Regions from separate parts of the Ovis aries genome. Here region 1 is linked to region 2. Evidence: chromatin contacts called from public Hi-C data. All regions are on one chromosome and are shown on one strand. The core of a region is the stretch at or near the end of the contact, and the rest is flanking DNA. Distances in the headings are between cores, read along the strand shown.

Region 1 (5,516 bases), core at 1,115-3,614, 140 kb after region 2:
CCAAAGAAATCCCAGGGCTGATCTCCTTCAGAATGGACTGGTTGGATCTCCTTGCAGTCCAAGGGACTCTCTAGAGTCTTCTCCAAAAGCATCAATTCTTTGGCACTCAGCTTTCTTCACAGTCCAACTCTCACATCCATACATGACCAGTGGAAAAACCATAGCCTTGACTAGATGGACCTTTGTTAGCAAAGTAATGTCTCTGCTTTTTAATATGCTGTCTCGGTTGATCATAACTTTCCTTCAAGGCACAAGTGTCTTTTAATTTCATGGCTGCAATCATCATCTGCAGTGATTTTGGAGCCCCCCCCCCCCAAATAAAGTCTGTCACTGTTTCCACTGTTTCTCCATCTATTTGCCATGAAGTGATGGGGCCAGATGCCATGATCTTAGTTTTCTGAATGTTGAGCTTTAAGCCAACTTTTTCACTCTCCTCTTTCACTTTCATCAAGAAGCTCTTTAGTTCTTCACTTTCTGCCATAAGGGTGGTATCATCTGCATATCTGAGGTTATTGATATTTCTCCCAGCAATCTTGATTCCAGCTTGTGCTTCATCCAGCCCAGCGTTTCTCGTGATGTACTCTGCAGATAAGTTAAATAAGCAGGGTTTCAAGATACAGCCTTGATGTACTCCTTTTCCTATTTGGAGCAAGTCTGTTGTTCCATGTCCAGTTCTAACTGTTGCTTCCTGACCTGCATACAGGTTTCTCAAGAGGCAGGTTAGGTGATCTGGTATTCCCATCTCCTTCAGAATTTTCCAGTTTATTGCGATCCACACAATCAAAGGCTTTGGCATAGTCAATAAAGCAGAAATAGATTTTTTTTTTCTGGAACTCTCTTGCTTTTTCGATGATCCAGCAGATGTTGGCAATTCGATCTCTGGTTCCTCTGCCTGTTCTAAAATCAGCTTGAACACCTGGAAGTTTACGGTTCACGTACTGCTGAAGCCTGGTTTGGAGAATTTTGAGCATTACTTTACTAGCGTGTGAGATGAGTGCAATTGTGTGGTAGTTTGAGCATTCTTTGGCATTGCTTTTCTTAGGGACTGGAATGAAAAGTGACTTTTCCAGTCCTGTGAATACTCCTGAGTTTTCCAAATTTGCTGGCATATTGAGTGCAGCACTTTCACAGCATCATCTTTCAGGATTTGAAATAGCTCAACTGGAATTCCATCACCTCCACTAGCTTTGTTTGTAGTGATGCTTCCTAAGGCCCACTTGACTTCACATTCCAGGATGTCTGGCTCTAGGTGAGTAATCACACCATGGTGATTATCTGGGTCGTGAAGATCTTTTTTGTACAGTTCTGTGTATTCTTGCCACCTCTTCTTAATATCTTCTGCTTCTGTTAGGTCCGTACCATCTGTCCTTTATTGTGCCCATCTTTGCATGAAATGTCCCCTGGGTATCTCTAATTTTCTTGAAAAGATCTCTCAACTTTCCCATCCCATTGTTTTCCTCTATTTTTTTGCACTGATTACTGAGGGAGGCTTTCTTATCTCTCCTTGCTATTCTTTGGAACTCTGCATTCATATGGGTATATCTTTCCTTTTCTCCTTTGCTTTTTGCTTCTCTTCTATTCACAGCTATTTGTAAGGCTTCCTCATGCAGCCATTTTGCTTTTTTGCATTTCTTTTTCTTGGAGATTGTCTTGATCCCTGTCTCCTGTACAGTGTCATGAATCTCCATCCATAGTTCATCAGGCACTCTGTCTATCAGACCTAGTCCCTTAAATCGATCTCTCACTTCCACTGTATAATTGTAAGGGATTTGATATAGGGACTTCCCTGGTGGCTCAGATGGTAAAAGCGTCTGCCTACAATGCGGGAGACCCAGGTTCGATCCCTGGGTTGAGAAGGTCCTATGGTGAAGGAAATGGCAGCCCACTCCAGTATTCTTGCCTGGAAAATCCCATGGACAGAGGAGCATGGTAGGCTACAGTCCATGGGGTCGCTAAGAGTTGGACACGACTGAGCGACTTCACTTAGTTCATGATCTAAGCCACAGTCAGCTCCTGGTCTTGTTTTTGCTGACTGTATACAGCTTCTCCATCTTTGGCTGGAAAGAATATAATCCATCTGTCAGTCTCTCCCATCAGGAAGCTTCCGTAAGCCTCTTATCCTTCTCCATCAGAGGGCAGACAGACTGAAAACCACAATCACAGAAAACAAGCCAATCTGATCACATGGACTACAGCCTTGCCTAACTCAAGGAAACTGAGCCATGCCGTGTAGGGCCACCCAAGACGGACAGGTCATGGTGGAGAGTTCTGGCAAAATGTGGTCCACTGGAGAAGGGAATGGCCAACCACTTCAGTTTTCTTGCCTTGAGAACCCCATGAACAGTACAATGTCTCTTTAGCGCCCTCTGCTGACAAAGCTTAATATCAGGAGCTGGCAAGAGAGATGCTTACAGGGCTTTGCTTCAGGATCAGGAGCTGGGCAATGAAGGGTGGATTTACAGTTGACAGGCAATAAATTGATAACTGACATAGCATGTAGGTGCTAGGAATTCAGTTCGCTGTCAACACAGCTGCCTCAGTACCCCAGGGGACGGTGCTGCCTTTTGAGAAGTTCACCCAGAACGATACTTCACAAGCCCCTTCCAGGTTCATGACCCTGTGCTGGATCCCGAGGCTCATCATATGCACTTCTCACCTTTGTGGAGCATGTGATCTGATTGGAGAGGGACAATGCTTCTCGACATTCTCTAGGCACACTCAAGCTCACATGCCTTCCTGACTTTTTGCTGGCAGTTTTCTCAGCCTACAAACCCCTCTCCCCTTTATCTCTACCTAGGAAAGTCCCTCCAGACTTCAAGGGCTATCCCAGCTACTGCCACCTGTGAAACTGTCCTTTGTGCATCTCTAGCTGTCTTGTGTTAAGTGACCTGGTGCTTGTCTCATTTTCCCTCTAGAGCAGGATGAGGGCAGGACATGCTGTCTCACAGCAGAGGCAGTCAAGGGTCAGTGTAGCCGATGGCCCTGATCAAGCTGTAGCTCCCTTCTGGCTAGTGAGTGGGAGGTAGGTAGGCCAGAGTGGCAGAGGGTCAAGGAGCTACATTTTCTCCTTTTCATCCTTACAGCCTCCAAGCAGAACCAGAGGCCTTACTTCTGACCACTTTCCTTGTTTGATCTCTCTACTGTGGTATGAGTAAATTAGCAGCAGATGAATCCCCACAAAAGTGGATATAAATTAAACGCCTGGGAAGTACAGTGATGGGTGTGGGAACCTTGCTATCTAAAAGAATTATATGTATCATTTCACAAAGCTGCTTCCCTCCCAATCTCTAATTTCTATAAATCCAACGGCTTTACATACTGGGCTTACTGAAGCAGTAAGCCAGTGGTGAAGCCTGAATACAGGTGCCCTTATGCTCTAACGAGGTGGAAGCTCCTGATGGGAGGCCTACTCCGATGAAGAGTTGGCATAAGGATGAAATTCTGGACTAGGATTGTTCAGAGCTGGAAATGGGGTGTGGAGACCCTCCAGCTTGGGCCTCAGGGGCTTTCAGCCCTGAGGCTGAAAATTCAACCAATTTCTGAATAACTCCTCTGGGGTGGCAGGAAGGGCCCAGTGGAGCACTGGAAAATGTTCTGACCCAGGGATTGAGGTCCTGGGGTCCTGGGTCGAGCTCTGCCATTGACTAAGTCAAGACCCTGGCAAGTTATTGGAACCCTCCGAGAATGCAGTTTCTGCACATAAGCACTGGAACCATGAAACCTGCCCTGCTTCTTATAGGCCTGTTATCCTTGTCCCCACATTACCACAGGTGAGCTAGGAGCTAGATGGTATAGCTGCTATTACGCTTGCCCTGAGCTGGTATTCTAGAATGTCCTGAATGAGATATGGAACGTCTCCCCTATGCTAATGCTGAAGTAGTCCCCCCAAAAGCCTTGAATGTTTCATCAGACACTCCTTTTTCATTTCATGTAACTTAACATAAACTTATTCCCGTAAAGAACGTTCCATCCTTCCCTCAAAGCTACAAGAGGAAGGCGACCTTAATTCAGTGAAGCACCGTTGGCCGACATTGCCCGCTTGTGGTCCAGCTTGTCCTTATGGGACCGCTTTCAGCCTAGGAGTTTTTCTGGAGGTTCTTGCTCCTGGTCATTTGCAGAATTCTCAGGTCACCCCAGAAAAGCTAAATCCACAAGGCCCCTGGGAGGCAATCCAGCTCGAAAGAACTCCTGATGGCAACCCGGATCTCCAGAACTGGCTGTGGAGTCTGTGTTCCAGGGGGGAGAGTAAGGTGTGCGGAACATGTCATGCTCAGAAATACTCATCAACTGATTATAAACAGAACCGTGGGAATGAGACCAGCAAAGGAAGGAGCCACTGAGGGGGTGGGTCTTTGTTCATGGGGACCTCTAGCAGGAAGGAGTCGGGAGCCATCCAGTAGGAGGAGGCATAGGAGAACTGTTATAGCAGCGTCTGGCTTTGTCCTGGGCCCTGGGGTACAAGCCCCAATCCTTGGGAGGGTGAAGGGCCACAGGGCTGCAGGCCCCAAAGTGGAATGACAGGCAGAAAATTAAGATACCAGGAGGGGTGAATGTGGCAGCGAATCAACTTCTGACGGGGCAGAGGACCAAATAAGGTGACGGGGCAGGACCAAAGCACTCAGGTCTTGGACCTGGGGTAGCAGGTGGCTGGGTTTCCAGAGCTGGGGGCTAGGTTAGAGCAGGCCTGGACCTGAGTGTGACCTGTGCCTATAAATGCTATGTCATCTCACAGGGACTAGAGGCCTCTGGATAGACAGAAGTCTCCAGAGGGGAGTCAAACCTGTGGGAAAGGATTAGGGGCCTCTTGCTGTGAGTGAGGAGATGTAATCATTCTATGCCAGTTTTTAGATTTTTACAGGGTTGCAGGTAAGCTGTGGGCCTGGCAAATTCTGAAGGAGCTTAGATTGTGTTTCTTCTCTGCTGGCCCTAGCAGGGCCCTAGCTCCCCTCTGACAGCTCAGGTCAGCTCCCCCCGGCCCCCGCACCTCCAGCTTGAATACCTGCTCTGAGCCTCAGAGTAACTTCCCAGCCCAGAAAACAAAGGTGCCGCCTGTCACTTGAGAGGGGTCACATCTACTGACTCACACCTTGTGGTGGTGGCTGACGGAGGCTCAGAAGCATCTCCCAGACATATCTGCACTCGAACTAATGTCAAGGCCTCCACACGCCGATGGTGGAATTTTAGGTGCAGAAGCAGAATAATGGAAGACATGGCTGGGAGTTTGGGGAAGGCCCCTGAAAATTCCACGCTGTGCCACAAGATGACAAAAACCCCATCAGCTTAAAATCCCAGCATGCACAGTGGGAGCCTCCCTAAAAACCCACACGTGGGCCATGGCTATGGCGTCTCTGCTGGTGAGCAGCCGCTTGCATTGCTGGCAGGATCAAAAACGGTTCACTCTGACAGGGACTGCCTCGCACCTGTGTCTCACCTGTGGTTTACAGGCGTTTTTGATGTAATTTTTGCTTTCAGGTGTCATCTTTGAGCAGCATTTCCTGGAAAGCCAAGACTAAGGG
Region 2 (5,500 bases), core at 2,721-5,220:
TCTTCTCTTGTATTGTTGGAAGAGGGTGTTTGCTATGACCAGTGAGTTCTCTTGGCAAAACTGTTAACCTTTGACCTGCTTCATTTTGTACCTCAAGGCCAAATCTGCCTGTTACTGAAGGTATTCCTTGACTTCCTACTTTTGCATTCCAGTCCCCTATAATGAAAAGGACATCTTCTTTGAGTGTTGGTTCTAGAAGGTCTTGTAGGTCTTCATAGAACTGTTCAACTTCAGCTTCTTCAGCATTACTGGTTGGGGCACAGACCTGGGTTACTGGGATACTGAACGGTTTGCCTTGGAAACGAACAGAGATCATTCTGTTGTTTTTGAGATTGCATCCAAGTACTGCATTTTGGACTCTTTTGTTGACTATGATGGCTACTCCATTTCTTGTAAGGGATTTTTGCCCACAGAAGTAGATATGATGGTCATCTGAGTTAAATTCACCCATTCCAGTCCACTTTAGTTCACTGATTCATAAAATGTTGATGTTCACTCTTGCCATCTCCTGTTTGACCACTTCCAGTTTGCCTTGATTCATGGACCTAACATTCCAGGTAGACTAGCCTATATCAACATTTTCAAAAATCTTCATTTAAAAGCCAAGTTTTAAAGACACTACTTAAAAATAAAACAATTTTTTACTAGGAGAATAAAATTTGGATAAAAGGCAATCATTATAGGAATTCCCTGGCAGTCCATGGTTAAGACTTCACGCTTTCATTGCCAAGGGGGTGGATTCGATCCCTAATCAGGGAACTATGATCCTGCATGCTTCACAGCATGGTTAGGGATGGGGGGCAGGGTGTGGTGGTGGGAAAAAAGCAATCACCTTATTCCTCAGACTCAATGTAGGACTTTGGGAATGGGTCTATATTTACTCTATCTAATGTAAAATCCAGACAGTACTACTTTACTGCCAGTGACATTGAATAATGAAAATATTTCTTTTTGTTCCCTTTGAAAAAATCCTCACTGTATTTAATGATTATGACGGTGAAAATATTTACATAATTTGTTCAAGAATATAGAAATCAGGTGAGGAAAAGGGGCTTTCAATACTAACCCTAATTAAGCTTAATCAAATCAACTATTAATACTATGATGCACTTGTTGCTTAAAATTCATTTAATTATTTTGCTATTTCCTTTCTACCAAATCAGGAACCCTAACACATCACTGAAAGAGCAAAAGAGAAGAATATATTAAACTGTTGGGAGATCTAGTATTCTTATAATGTTTAATAAATGAAGTATGCTGTACATATAACAATATTTCATCTTACAAATAATGTGAAAATGAAAACATTATTCACAGGAAGAATCTGATTCAATATCTATGTTCTAAAAGGAAAAATACCTGTGGTATTCCTTGCACCATCTTTCCATGTATCTGGAGTGATAACAGTACCAAGTTTCTTTTCACCTGTTATAAAAAGATAGTAAAAACAAGGGGGATTAGTGTTTACTCTCTAATAAATACACTACATTGTGCCTAAAGTTCATAATGGTATCACCAGTCATAATATGTACAAGCCTGTTAATGTTGGGGTCAGGGCCACTGAACTGAGACTTAAGATAACTGTGGCAATGGATAACTGACTCTCAAGTCAAATTTGTGGATAACAGGATGGCTTATAATAGGCTTCCTCTGCAAAGAGTCAGACATGACTGAGCAACTGAACTGAACTGCACATGTATAAACAAATCTGATAAACCTATTCAATCCATAAATATTTACTAAGCATCTCTGATGTATAAGCCATTGTACAAAGTACAGAGAAAAGTAAAATGAATTAGATAAAGGTCTAGATTTTAAGGAGTTTATAGCACACTGATTTCCCTAACAGTAGTTCATAGTCTGATTCTCACAGGTGGGCCACAGACGATATAGGAATAAGATAAAACCGTACACAAACTTTTTGTATATTCATTTTTAAGGAGACTATACTAAGTCCATAGTTTTCATCACATTCTCAGAGGGCTGAGAGAACCACCCCCAAAAGTTAAGAACTATTCAACTAAAATATAAGCTGGAAAATAACAGGTATAACAATTCAGAATTGTAGTATTAGGAGAAATCCCATGGAAGAAAAAAATAACGTTGATCAGGGAAATCCAGGAAACCTTTGTGGGAAAGGCAATAGAGAGGGTTAGTGGCAATGGCATTGGTAAGAGGAGAAAAGAGGATGAAGGTAACCTGGAAAAATGACATATCCTGGGGAAAGGCATGGAAAACTCAGGGTTATGTACATCCAGGCATACAAAACAGTTTGGTTTGGCTGAAGCGAAGAAAATAAGGGTTAGCAAAAATGAAGTTTAAAACGTAAGCTGAGGCTTTATTGTGGGGGGGGGGAGGTCCTCCCGAATGCCAGGCTCCAAATATAAAAACATCAAATTATTTTCTGTACTCAGAATTTAATAAAGAAACCATCCATGGTCATTCTTTCACTTAATATAAAAACTGTGATTCAAACTCACGGGCGTCTGTGTTCAAAGTTTTATACACTGTGGGGACAGAAACAAAACGGATCATGTTAATTATCAGGATATGAGAACTTGAATCTTTTTTACAGAAGAGTCAGACATACCTAACGGTAGGAAAAAGGTATTTGAGGATATGACAGCTCTTTTTAAACCTATAACCAGTTTGTGAAGTCAAAAAATCATATTTTCTAGAACTCTCAAGGGTTAGCATTAGAGTCACCAAATGGCAACTATAAGGAGGAAAGTGTTAGTCGCTCAGTCCTGTCTGACTCTTTGCGACCTCGGACTGTAACCTGCCAGGCTGCTCTGTTCATGGAATTCTCCAGTGAAGAATACCGGAGTGGGTTGCCATTCCTTCTCCAGGTGATCTTCCGGACCGCGGGACGGAACCCGGGTCTACCTGCACTGCAGGCAGATTCTATAGATTCTGAGCCATCAGGGAAGTCCATAAGGAGGAAAGACTTCTCTAAAAGCCAGTGAAAACTACAGGGACTTCTTTGAAGATGGTAAGATTCTCCTAGCCCCGTGCCTCAGTACTCTAGGCATTCATGCAAAGAGCACTTAAGTCATTGGGTGGGATCCTCATTTAGGCTTGTTAGATAAAGCACAGGACACCCAGTGAGATTTAAATTTCAGATAAACAAAGAATACTTTTTCAGTAAAAAATGTCATAAAAGTGCGTGCTTTGGGACAAAGTACTTAATAGTAGTAAGGAGAAGCAAACAAGGCCAAGTCTCAAATACTGCATAGGACATATTCACACTAAAAGTTATTCGTTGTTTACCTGAAATTCAAATTTAACTGGGCGTCGGGTACTTTTATTTGCTAAATCCAGCAACTCCAGATGTTGTGGAAGTGATTTTTAAGATCCATTCCAACCCTGAGGGTCTGTGAAGCGAGGGAGCCTGTCAAGAAGCAGTACAGGATGATAGCCGGGGTCGAGCGGAAGCAACCGAAATAGACAAAACGGGGCAAAACTGAGACCACCCCGAATCCAACAGATACAGGACTGTAGGTCATTGGGGAGGGGCCGGAACGGTCAAATAGCAAGACAGAAGGACAGAGACAAGAATCGGAGGCCTGTGGCCGAAAGTAAAACAGAGAAAGGCAAAGTTCCCAGGGAGTTCGAATTAGGGTCTCCCAGCCTCTTTTTCCCGGAGAAAAGTCTCCTTAACTCACATTTTTCGCACACCATCCTTTCGCGATGATACCCTCAGCCGCAGAACAAGCAGCAGCTGGAAGATATCAACACTACAGCCAAGAAAGAACTCCCCTTCCGGGTTACTAAAACCCACTTCCGGCCCCACCGCCCTTCGCCCCGCCTATCCTGCACCTGGAAAGCAGCGGGAGGAATGAACGCGAGCGAGAAGGCGGGGCTGTCTTCTTGGTCCGCCCCTCCACTTCTGCGATTGGCTGTGAGGCCTTGGGTCACCGCCCCACAGGCTGCGCCTGCGCGAGGCTCAGGGCAGTGAGTGGCAACTGATGGTGGGAGGTAGTAACCCTCGCTTCCGTTTGGCGGGCGGGAGAGATAGGTAAGCCCAGCCGAACGGCCCCGCATGCGAGCCTCCCGAGGCTGCAAGCCACTTTCGCCAACTGCCCATCTGGCCGGAAATCTCTGTCCCCGGCCAATTGGCGCCTGCTTGCCCCTCGAGCGCCGCCCTTCCGGCGTTACCCAAGGGTTTCCCTGATGGACTGGCCTCTTTCAGATACGTCTTTCTGTGTCTGTACCTCCGTTTCTGTTGGTCTCCACGTCTGTATTCTTTGATTATGCTTCTCAGCTTGTCCCTTGCTGCCCACACTCCGGTCGGTTGAGGCAGGCTTAGGCAGAGTCCAGAGCGATACAATTTGGGATGAAACTGCAGGTTAATGTCCCGCCAAGGCTCCTCTAGGAGTCGCTCAGAAGGGCCTTCTCTACCTCTGCAAGGCTTGAGGGCCCGGGTCAGGTCTGACTGCGGATGCTGGGTTCCTGGCCACCTGAGACGGCACCTGACCAGAGTCGTCCTTGGCTGGCCAGGACCTGACACAGGGCTGGTTTCTCAGAAGGGCAGCACTGGACCAACTCTTTGTTCATTCACTCATTCCGCCAGCCATCTGAGTTTGGGTACTGCTCACTGTCTTAGGTCCAGATCTGCTTGGTCAGTTGGGATTCTGAGGGTGGCCCAGAAAAATATCTGAAGGGTTGTCTACTGAGAGAATATATTCTAGATTTCCCTCCCCGGCCCTCAGCTGAGCATAGCACCCTTGAGAAACGTTTCCTTTCTTGCCATTCATTCTCTTCTCGACCCCTTGGCGTGTATATATCAGCGAGGCTAGGTTTTGAAATGGCTTTAGCACTTGAGAGCTTGAGACCTCGGAGTATTTCTTAATCTCTTTTAGCCTGTTTCCTTATCAGTAGAGTATTAATATTTGCCTTTGAAAAGTATAGTGTGAATTAATGAGAATGTTGGGATAAGGTGTGGATTCGCCCTTTTGCCCTAGTGGGTGCCCTGTGTGTGTGTCTATAAAATGTATACATATGCATATATATGTGTGTGTGTGTTTATATATATAGGCTTCCTTGGTGGCTCAGCAGTAGGTAGAGTGCTCAGTCACTCAGTCCTGTTTGACTCTCTGCAAACCTGTGGACTATAGCCCGCCATGCTCTTCTATCCATGGGATTTTATGGGCAAGAATACTGGAGTGGGTTACCATTTCCTCCTCCACAGTGCCTGCAAAGCAGGAAACTCAGGAGACCTGAGTTCAATTCTGACTGGAACAATCCCTTGGACAGAGGAGCCTGGCAGGCTACAGTCTGTGGGGGTCGCAAAGAATGGGACACGACTGTGTGAATGAGCACATTGTCCATATCTATATGTATGTATATATATGTTTTTCTGGACTGTTCACCACAGTGTAACCTGTGGACTATTACTTTAATAATTAACTCCTTTCTTAACATCAGTCCATACCATGTATAAGCTCTCTGTTAGGTAATTTGTAAATATGTACATACATCAAATATCTGTTTTATAGAA

What was found. A called contact is a pair of places that touch in the nucleus more often than the background predicts.
Region 1: a contact with region 2 is called in a Hi-C map of hypothalamus, with 5 times the contacts expected there. The contact joins the enhancer-like site here to the promoter of PIGF in region 2. A contact is called at or near these places in 9 of 16 Hi-C or Micro-C datasets (blood, hypothalamus, liver and 4 more).

Annotation. Positions count from the first base shown.
Region 1 is chr3:77,864,222-77,869,737 of ARS-UI_Ramb_v3.0, forward strand. It overlaps ATP6V1E2 (ATPase H+ transporting V1 subunit E2), which reads left to right. Exons shown (of 3, transcript XR_009599840.1): 3 at 5,473-5,516. Among named protein-coding and RNA genes, the nearest start is that of TMEM247, 10 kb to the left of the region's middle. Within about 2 kb of position 2,365, at least 1 of the 54 cell types and tissues checked has an H3K27ac peak or open chromatin away from gene starts, as enhancers often do. A contact at or near this core is called in hypothalamus, where this site is marked.
Region 2 is chr3:77,721,820-77,727,319 of ARS-UI_Ramb_v3.0, forward strand. It overlaps PIGF (phosphatidylinositol glycan anchor biosynthesis class F), which reads left to right and starts at 3,971. Exons shown (of 6, transcript NM_001280695.1): 1 at 3,971-4,018. It overlaps CRIPT (CXXC repeat containing interactor of PDZ3 domain), which reads right to left and starts at 3,745. Exons shown (of 5, transcript XM_004005974.6): 1 at 3,666-3,745; 2 at 1,360-1,425. The coding sequence starts at 3,681.